Linked DNA regions of Hordeum vulgare: region 2 is linked to region 1. A link is a contact called in public Hi-C data. All regions are on one chromosome and are shown on one strand. The core of a region is the stretch at or near the end of the contact, and the rest is flanking DNA. Distances in the headings are between cores, read along the strand shown.

The links. A called contact is a pair of places that touch in the nucleus more often than the background predicts.
Region 2: a Hi-C map of leaf shows a contact between it and region 1, with 2.8 times the contacts expected there. The contact joins the enhancer-like site here to the promoter of LOC123442124 in region 1. A contact is called at or near these places in 2 of 6 Hi-C or Micro-C datasets (leaf and seedling).

The regions. Positions count from the first base shown.
Region 1 is chr1H:421,870,213-421,875,303 of MorexV3_pseudomolecules_assembly, forward strand. It overlaps LOC123442124, which reads left to right and starts at 2,544. Exons shown (of 9, transcript XM_045118221.1): 1 at 2,544-2,856; 2 at 2,995-3,060; 3 at 4,220-4,364; 4 at 4,510-4,985. The coding sequence starts at 2,758.
Region 2 is chr1H:422,292,790-422,297,880 of MorexV3_pseudomolecules_assembly, forward strand. It overlaps LOC123442134 (protein ALTERED PHOSPHATE STARVATION RESPONSE 1), which reads right to left. Exons shown (of 4, transcript XM_045118225.1): 4 at 2,858-3,835. The coding sequence ends at 3,040. Among protein-coding and RNA genes, the nearest start is that of LOC123442134, 8.1 kb to the right of the region's middle. Within about 2 kb of position 2,677, at least 3 of the 3 cell types and tissues checked have open chromatin away from gene starts, as enhancers often do. A contact at or near this core is called in leaf and seedling, where this site is marked.

The DNA of each region.
Region 1 (5,091 bases), core at 1,294-3,793:
GCAAGTCTTAACTAGTAGACTTCTAAAAAAATAAATTTGATTGGGCTTCTAGAATAAGCTGGGTAGGGGGTAGCTTATTCCAGCTTATTCTAGAAGCCAACAAAAGAACTGGCCCTTATAAATCCATCAAAGTGTTCCATCTTGTTTGCTGACAGCTGCCCTCCTCTGGTAGTTGAAGAAGTGAAGGGTATTGTGCAAGTTACTCAACAGGAGTTTGAGCGCAAGTACCTAGGCCTCCCTGTACCGGAAGGACGTATGCATAAGGGCCAATTTGAGTCCTTACAATACAGATTGAGTAAGAGGTTAATTGACTAGAGCGAGAGGTATTCCTCACAAGCTAGCAAAGAAGTGTTAATCAAGTCTGTTGCACAAGCCATCCCAGTTTATGTCATGAGTATATTTAAACTTCCTTTCTCCGTGTGCGATGATCTAACTAAAATGATGCGACAATATTGGTGGGGGTGGAGAATCACAGAAAGAAAATGGCATGGACTGCATGGGACAAGCTAATCCTTCCCAAGTCTAAAGGAGGTCTCGGATTCCGGGATATGAGAGCTTATAACTAGGCGTTACTAGCTAAGCAAGCTTGGCGTCTCTTGACGACACCGGTTTCTCTGTGTGCTAAACTCCTTCGAGCTAAATATTTCCCTAAGGACAGCTTGACGGATACAGTGTTCTCGGGGAACTCTTCGGCAGTGTGGAAAGGAATTGAGTATGACGTGGAACTAGTGAAGAAAGGCATGTTATGGCGTGTTGGCAATGGTGCAGATATTCGTATTTGGAGGGATCCATGGATTCCACGGGGTCCGTCGTACACATCCATTACTCCCAAGAGGAACTGTCACCTTAACAGAGTAACTGACTTCTTGGACAACCGTGGTAATCGGAAGGTAGAGCTGGTACAACAACACTTTTGGCAGCCGAATGTGAACTCCATTCTCAAGATCAAAACGTCTGTGAGGCAACGGGAGGACTTCATTTCTTGGCCATGGGAGAAATCAGGCATGTTGACAGTAAAGAGCGCTTATCATGTGGCGTTGTCGGACCACTATGATCAATTCTGTCCAGGTTCCTCCACCAATCATCCATCGGGAGATAGATCTCTCCGGCGTTTAGTGTGGAATACTGCGGTTCCACCAAAACTCAAGAATTTCGCATGCCAAGTGATCTCACGCGCCCTGCCGACGGATGCTGAAAAGGGGAGAAGGCATATTGGTCTGAATGGGTACTGCAGGCTTTGTGACCGTGAACAGGAATCATCATTTCATGCGCTACTTTCTCGCCGAAGTGCTGCTTATCTCTGGGACTTGATGCAAACTCATTGGCCTCTTCCAAACAGATCGATGATCAAGTGGACGGGCACTGAATGGTTGTTTCATCTCCTTGCAGAATTACATGACTCTATCAGAAACAGAATTATCATGGTCCTATGGAGAATATGGCACCTTCGGAATGAGCTGGTACATGGTAAATCAATTCCACCACCAGAGGTATCCCCTCCTTCCTTCTCAGCTACTATAATACCTTCAATCAGATTTCACGGGGAGTGGACGAGATTATCAAGGGCAAGTCGCCGGTGTTCTCTGAAGGCTTGGATATGCGATAGACGCGCATAAACCCCACGCCCCGTGTGCCTTGGCCACCCCCTCGGATAGGAACGGTGGCGCTGTCAGTGGATGGATCCTTCAATGTTACAGATGGCTCAGATGGTTCGGGTATGATATCGAGGAACGCTACCGGTGGTGTAATCTTTGCTGCTTACCGCAAGCTATTCCAGTGCAACGACGCCCTTGAAGCGGAGCTACATGCTATTCTAGAAGGTATTAAACTAACAGTTGAGCATTCCAACTCCACGATCATGGTACAATCAGACTGTGTTGTAGTACTTAAAGCTATATCTGATGCATCCTTGGATAGATCAGCCTACGGCCATATGATCCAGGAGATTAAATTCCTCTTAAGTGATAGGGTTTTTATTCCTGTAAAAGTTTCTCGTGATCAAAATAGGGCTGCAGATTGCTTAGCAAACTTTGGACGGTGTGGAGATAGCACATCATGTTGGCTGGGACAAGCTTCTTCGTGTGTCAGTGATTTAGTCGCTGAGGATTGTAATAACTCTCTTATCTTGGACTAAAATCCCTATGACTTCGCAAAAAAAAAATCTAAGCGACCAGGATGAGAAGAGAAGGGAATCAAGCGCCGTGCCGCTGCCGCGAGGGCACGAGTCATCTTTCACCGTGCCGGGAAAGGAGTGTAGGCCTTGCCCCCATCAACGGCCGAGCGGAGCCGCTCCATCGTTCGATCTCGGAACAGCTGGGGTCAGAGTAGTTATCCTCTTCCTTCCCCGAAACTGAAAGGGTCAGAGGCTCAAAGCTGCCCTGCTTTCTCCCGGACACCCGCACCAGCACACAACCCATCCCGACCGTTCGCTCAGAATCCTGCCGCCGAGCGCGACCCAAGAGCTGCAGATCCAACGGCCCCCCGCCCGCCTCGCCTCCTCGTCGTCCGTCCCTAGCAGCCCGCGTCGCGTGCCACCACCACCCCCCGGAACCACATCGCGGTAAAAATCTCAAACAGAAATCGCTTTCCTGCTCGGATTAAAGCCGGGCTCCTCTCCCGAGATCGCCCCACAAATCCTCCCCATCCCTCTTCCCAAAGCCCTCCGACCCAGAAGAGCAGCCAGCGCCCGCCCCGAAACCCCAGCCAACCAATCCAGGCACCACGGGCGCCTCTCCGTCTTCCTCCGCCGGCGACGGCATGGACCCCAGGTGCAAGCACGGCACCGCGGGCGCCTCCTCGTCTTCGTCCTCCGGCGACGCCGACGCCGGCGCCGCGCACCCTAGCTCCAAGTTCGAGGTCCGCTCGCCGCTCCCTCGATCGTGACCTGCCGTGTTTGATTCCTTTTGCATGTCGGTCTGGATACGAGTTGGATCCTAACGAGTTCGATCGATCGTTCCCGCGTTTGTGCGCACGTACGTTCGTGCGTGGTTGCAGGAGGAGGCGAGGATGACGGGGGACGCGCTCCTCGTCCTGGACGGCCTCGTGCAGGTGTTCCCGCAGGTGAGTCCGTGACTGCGATTACGCGATTGGTTTTCTCCTGAAAAAACTTCGTATTCCACGCCCGTTGGATCGGTTGAACAGTCGATGATTTTTTAACAGTAGAATACCGCCGACGAGTTGGTCGGTTCAGTTTCAGCGCATTGCTGATCTGTTGAACTAATTTGTGACGAGTTTGTCGGTTTGGTTTTACTGAACTGCGTAGGTGTACGGTGTTGATCGTGTGTGTGTGTGTATGCCTGCGTGTTTTCGTGAAATAAACTAAGGGCTGCTCTGCGTTGACACACAGATGCTTAATTATATTGCAATGCAAAATGTATGGTGTTCTTTTCTTAATCTGCAGGACATATGTATGCGAACCGCTGGCTTTGGTTGATCTGCTTCCACCTTTATTTCATGCCATACGCATGACACAAAAAAAAGTGCTTTGTTTTTCTCAGACACTACAGAATTTGATTGTAGTACGCATGCACTTTTTTTAAAGATCCTGGCGTTCATTGATAATAGCAGGAAGCAACGGAAAACAAAAAGGTGATGAAGGTCCTAGGACCAAAGATCCGAAGATCAAAGAAAAGAAAAAAGCAGCCCTAATAGCTGCAGCCCCACACCACACAAACCAAACTAGACAGCGCAGCTCTAATAGTACGCATGCATTTTAATTATTTCTGCAATATTGTTGTCTAGTATTGGTGAGAGTTTTTCTCGGTCCGTGATTTTTGTAGGAAAACCTTGGCAAAACTATTTTTTATTTACCAATTAGCAATGCCCAGGTAGTGGATAGAATATAGATCTTACCACATTATTCTATATATAGAAACGGTCAAACTTAAGAAAAAAAAAGTTAAGCAAGTTTGACTTAAGACAAACCTAGAACTTCAATTATTTTGAAATGAAGGGAGTAGTATATGGAATAATGGTGTTACTGTATGATAATGCATTTGTTATTGTTAAAAATTATTATAGACCTGGCACACCACTTACTAACGTGCACTGTGACATCCCCACTATTAACTATGCAGCAGTGGCGGAGCCTCTTGGGGACAATTAGGGGCCTTGCCCCCCTTTCCTAGATTTTTTTTGTCAAATAAGCCTAATCGATCTACTAATCTTTCAACCTCTATAATCACCTTACCCTTGTTCATGCTCCGCCACTGCTATGCAGGTTAACATCTCAACACTGATAGAAGTTTCCATCTCATTCAATGGCGATGCTGATGCAGCAGCAGATTATGTTATCCATAATGTTCTTCCAAATAGTACCGCAGATGACAATAATGCAAACACGAATGACGATTCAGATATTCATGGTAAGATTTTTGTCCTCTATCCGTTAGTACAGCTCGAGTCCTTGCACTGGATAAAGGGCCACTAAATGTCATGCGACCTTCTTTTAGCACCCTGTATTGTTTTCATCTCAAAACACTTCTGTGTGTTGACAAAATCCTTTCTCAGGGGTATTTAGTGACACAAACACTAGTTTCGCGATTCCGCCAATGGATGATGATACCATTCCAGAATCTGTACTGTTTGATGCTGTCAATGAAAATTCTGCTGAACATGGAGAAAGGTCCATGGGAGAACAATTGATGCAGTCACCTGCTGCAGCATCAACATCTGGTCAGGACGATTTACCTGAAGAAATTGATTCTGATTCTGTGCTACCTGGTGCGCAGAAGTCTGTTGTCGATCATGAAGTAGCTCATTCCGAAAACCAGCCGAAAGAAATGAATTATTCGGACCACGCAACTGAAAATCACTGTGATGAACAAATACAATGTTCACCTTCTGAGGAAAACCAAGCCGTGCCAACTACTGAAGAAAATTTGACGCTGCATGGTGATGGTTCACCTGATATGAATGTGCAATCAAACTATTCTGTTAGCCCTGAGTCCATTGATGATGCAATCTCCGCTGAAAATTCCAAGAAGGTAAAACTGTTTCCTTTTCATTTAAATTCAGGAAACATCACTAATATTTGTCAGAAGTACTAGCAACAACTGAAAATAATTGTGATAGTGGCTGTACAATAGTAGA
Region 2 (5,091 bases), core at 1,427-3,926, 420 kb after region 1:
TCAGAAAATGTTTTTAAACTTCAAAACATATACTGGATTTTCAAAAAATATTCTTCAAATTCAAAAAATGTTTTTACTCTTCCAACAAATGTTTTGGATTTTCAAAAAATGTATCTCTGAATTTTTGAAAAATGCCCACATTTTTTAAATTTTGTTCTTTAAATTCTAAAAACTTTTTTGCATTTTACATAAATGTTTTGGAATTTCATAAAATATTCTGGATTTTCGAAAAATATTCAAAATTTCAAATTTTGTTCAATTTCTTAACTAAGTTTGTATTCAAAAATTGTTCTTAAATGTTGCAAATTGTTCTTAAATTTCGAAAAATGTTCTTGCTTTAAAAAAAGTTCCATATTTCAAATAATTATCGTTTTTCAAACTTTGTTCATAAATTCAAAAATGTTCTAGATTTTCACAAAATGTTCTTAAAATTCGAAAAGAAAATTGGTTCAAATACAAAAAGGAAAAAAAAAGAAAGAAAAAAACAATCCAAAAAGAGGAAATAAGCAGAAAAGGAAAAGATAAGAAAAAAGGAAACAAAGATGGGTCGGCCCAGTCGGGGCGCCCCCTATGTGGCTCGGTACTTCCTGCCGCAACGAGCGGCGGATAGGAGCTCCCACGAGAGATGGGGGCACATCGACAAACCAGGAATGAGACGGAGACGTGGAGACGGTGAGAGCATGTTCAAGGACATTTCTCAAACCTTCCTCGTTTGTTCGGAACTTCCGATAAAAGAATGGGAGGGAGAGATAAGAGAAAGAAAAAAAAAGAAAAAAAAATGGACGGGTCTGGCATGAGCAACTTCTCGGATACGCTTAGACACCCTCAATTTTGTCCCTAAATATGGGCTGCGTTTGAGGATTTGTGAATCATGTATGAGAGGATTTGGGGTCTTCACTCAAGAGGCATTTTTTGTCACGGCATCGTTCGAGTTGTTTGTTCGAACATACTCCCTTTGTTTGCTTTTTACTTTGCGTAAAGAATTTATCTAAAGTCAAAGTTCATAAAATTTGACCAACTTTGTAAAAAAATATTTTAACATTCATAATACAAAATCAATGTCATTACATGCGTCATGAAATTAATTATCATAATGCATAACTTTAGTATTGTAGGTGTCGACATTTTTTAATATATATTTGGTTAAACTTTACGGAGTTTAACTTCAAAAAATATTTATATGCAGAGTAAAAAGTGTGTAAATACAACTTGATAGGTCAGGTTGGAGATGCTCTTACGAGTGATATGTTTTGTCTCTTACATGTCTGTCTAGAATGGGGCTAGAATGAGTGTTTCAGCCATCAAGTCTGCTTTTTTTCTGGTGGTATGAAAGCGAAACCACCACCACCACCACCAACAACAACAACAAAGCCTTTAGTCCCAAACAAGTTGGGATAGACTAGAGGTGAAACCAATAAGATCCCGCGATCAATTTATGGTTCTGGCATATGGATAGCAAGCTTCAACGCATCCCTGTCCATAGCTAGTTCTCTAGTGGTATTCCGATCCTTCTAAACTCTCTTTACAGACTTTTCTCACGTCAGGTTCGATCTACCAGTCCTTCTACCATGAAAACAAAAAAAACAGGATGGTCTTTTTTACCTCAAAATAACCTCTTTATTCGTTAGATAAAATCAGGGTGGGCTTGGGTTGGGAGATACTCCACCTAGCTGGTAGTGGATTTGCCGTAACTGAAAAGGTTGGAGCAATGGCAACTCCTCACATGTTGAAGATCCTTTCTGCTTCTCACCTATGAAGCATCGATACGGAGACGGGGATACAGCAATACGGCGAGCATATATAAATAATTAATAAAATATTATGCAATAAAGATTAAAAAAAATGTTGCTTGGATCAAAATGTTGCTTCGTTTGTTGCCTTTGTGCCTTTTTTCAAGCCCATATGGTATGTGCCCACAAATTTATGTTGATATGTCGATTCTTAATCTGAACAACAATATTAGTACGTTAGCGGCAATAATCAACAATATTATGCAGCAAAGCAAAGCAGCCATGCACTAGAGCGACAGCAAGCCAACACCCAGCAGGTCGGCTTAGGATGAGTGGAGAAGAGCAGGGACTGGAAAAAAAAAAGTTAGTGCTTTGCTGGCCATAGGCGGCGGAGGCAAGCAACAACAAATCGATTCCAGGCAGCAACTGCGACAATGCGCTCGTGCAGTTGCTCGATCAAGATCTTGTGCCTGCTCAATTGAGCTGATAGAGAGAGAGTGTGCGCTAGGTTAGGAGGTGGGGTTCTACTGGCCTGGCTGCCCTCCCAAATTCCCGACGTATCGAGGGCATTGACGGAGTATCGACACTATTTTTTTATTTTAAAATCGTAAAACAGGATACTTTGAGGATACTGGTATCGGTCTTGAATTGAACATATCGGGCATGTTTTGTACACCGATACAGCAAATTTTAAAGTATCGATGCTTCAAAGCTTCTCACACTGAGGCTCTGTTTTCCCTTCTCCACGAGGGAAGGTGAAGAGGGATTAAACGAACAAGCCCCTCTCGGGTTTTGCTTCGGTCTTGTACTTACGGTTAGTGCTAGGGTTTGGTGGGGCGTCGCCACCGTGCATGCGCCGCGTCCACCTATCTTCACTCACTTGACATCCCACCCAACCAAACACAAAATAGGGCTATCCCTATCCAGGTAGTTGGGATACCCATAACAATAAAACCTATCCTGTGAACCAAACGCACCCTGGCGGTGTGGATGAGCTGCCGGACGTATCTTCCCGCCGGCCTTTTTGGATGGAATGAATGGCCGGGCCAGCACTCTGCCACTCTTGGTTTTGTTCGGCAAATGAAGCAACACCCAGGCGATGCCCTTCTTCTGATCTAAAAGAATAATTTCCCACGAGGATCCAAATTATATAACAACAACAAAACGGCTACAATGCCTAACTGTTCCCATCTTAAGAGATACTACTACACATACCGCAAAAAAAGGCTAGAGAGACAATACAAGCATCACAACATTCTGACGGGGGGTTTTAGCTAGCACCCTAACAACTCCTGTACATGTTCTTGATCTAGTTGTTACCACTACCTTGATCCTGCATGAGTGCATTCAGTCTCAGCTTCGAGTGCATGTCGGCAGTAGCATGGGAGAAGTCGGTCAGGGCCCGGAACAGCTCCGGCAGGTGCGCTCTCAGGATCGAAAGGGATTTCTCCCGCACTTGCTTCGACAGCTTGTTATGGGCTTCGACCTCGTTATCCAGCTTGCTTTTCAAGCTTTCTACCGCGAATCTCCTCTCTGAGATCGCATCCTTCTGGCTCGTCCCATCGCCGCTCTCCGGATCATCAAATGTCCTGCGCTGTCCATGCTTGTGATACCACTCCTCGAACGCCCGGGCCTTCCGCACGTATTCCTTGTGGATTTGTTCGCAGACCTCTTTCTTCTTCAACTCCTCGTCTTGAACACCTAGTATGGTTTCCAGGACCGCCCGAAAGCTAACGATGGCATGCCTGGCAAGATCATCGGGCAGCTTGGCTAGTTGCTCATTCCATGCTTGGAGCAGAGCCTTCACAGGAGGTTGCTGCACCCTCGGTGGTGATGCTACTTTCTCCTTTAAGCTGCTCTCTATAGGTATAAGGTTCAACTTCAACCAGCTGTAGAGAGCATTTATGTACTCCTTTTGATAGCTCATAAGATCACTAAAGTTTGTGTTCCACTTGTCTACAATATCATGCAGCTGACGGGTGTGGCTGTGGTGATGCGCACTTGTTTCGATACTGGAATCAGATATGTCGACTGACTTGAGATCCAACACAGTTTTCAGCTGGTTTGCATGATGCATGTGCATATCTTCCCACATTTTTGCCTGCCTGAAAGAGAGCACCAAATAAAGCTTGTAAAGTTTTGCAGTGTGTGCATCCATGTTATTTGGCTTATTACAATAATTAAACTAAACAGAAGTTGCTAAATTACAAAATAGTGTTGATGCACTGGACAAAACTCAATTATACTTAACTGGATTGGAAAAGGCTATCTATATACTCCCTCCGTCCAAAAATTCTTATCTTAGGTTTGTCTAGAAATGGTTGTATCTAACTAGATACATTCATTTCTACACAAATCTAAGACAAGAATTTTGGGACGGAGGGAGTATATACTAAGGGAACGTTTGGATCCCTCGCCTGATTGCGTCGCTAGGCAAAGCTAGTCTTGCCGACGGAGGCGAGCCAAATTGGCTCGCTCGCTCAAACGCAAAAAAAGCTAGAAACCGCTCGTAACGAGGCTCGCTCGCCCAGGAACCAAATGCTTCGCTTTCTTGCTGGACCAGGCTAAGAGAGCGCTTGCCTGGGAACCAAACAGACCCTAAGTAGAGGGTCCTTTCTAGCTACCACAATTAATTCTAGAGGAAAGTAAATCTAATCCGTTGAATAAGAATTAATTCTAGAGGAAAGTAAATCCAATCCGTTGAACAAAGGCCATATAAACCGTTCAGATTTATGTGGGTCGATCAAGTCCTACCCCGATGAAGGAGTCCGACCAGTTTACAGCATATTATTTTTACACAACTCACTTGCATGTGTCATGTCTCTAAAGAAACTGGTCCAGGAAAACTGGAAAACTAGGCGAACTGGGATGCATGAGCGTGTCATTGGCAGACGGAAGGTAAAACCAGAGGTTAATGGGGAGGGGCAACTCCCAGTACCGGCCTGATGAGATACTATTGTAGCCATTGGTTCATCCTGTGTGTTCAGATGCAGGCAGAGTAATTGGTCTGACAACTACAAGTCTCGTTCACCATGCGGAAAACCAAGGAAACCATTACATAATTTAATAACAATATGTGCATGTTTTAGTTAAATTTGCTACTTTGCATTGCCTATAAATCCAAAGCACATGCATATAGTTACAAAAGAAAAGACTAACAAAGAATAACTATTACACGTTTTAATGATAATATTTCAAAACATATCCGTAACTATGTTTAATTGTTTATGCTACTCCATCATTTTTACCAATGTATGTGATCGTCCCATCATGCACACTGACCAGAAATGAATAAAATCTAAGAGCGAGTTAACGAGAAAAGTAGTGGGCAATCTGATGCATGACAAAAAAAAGTATTATG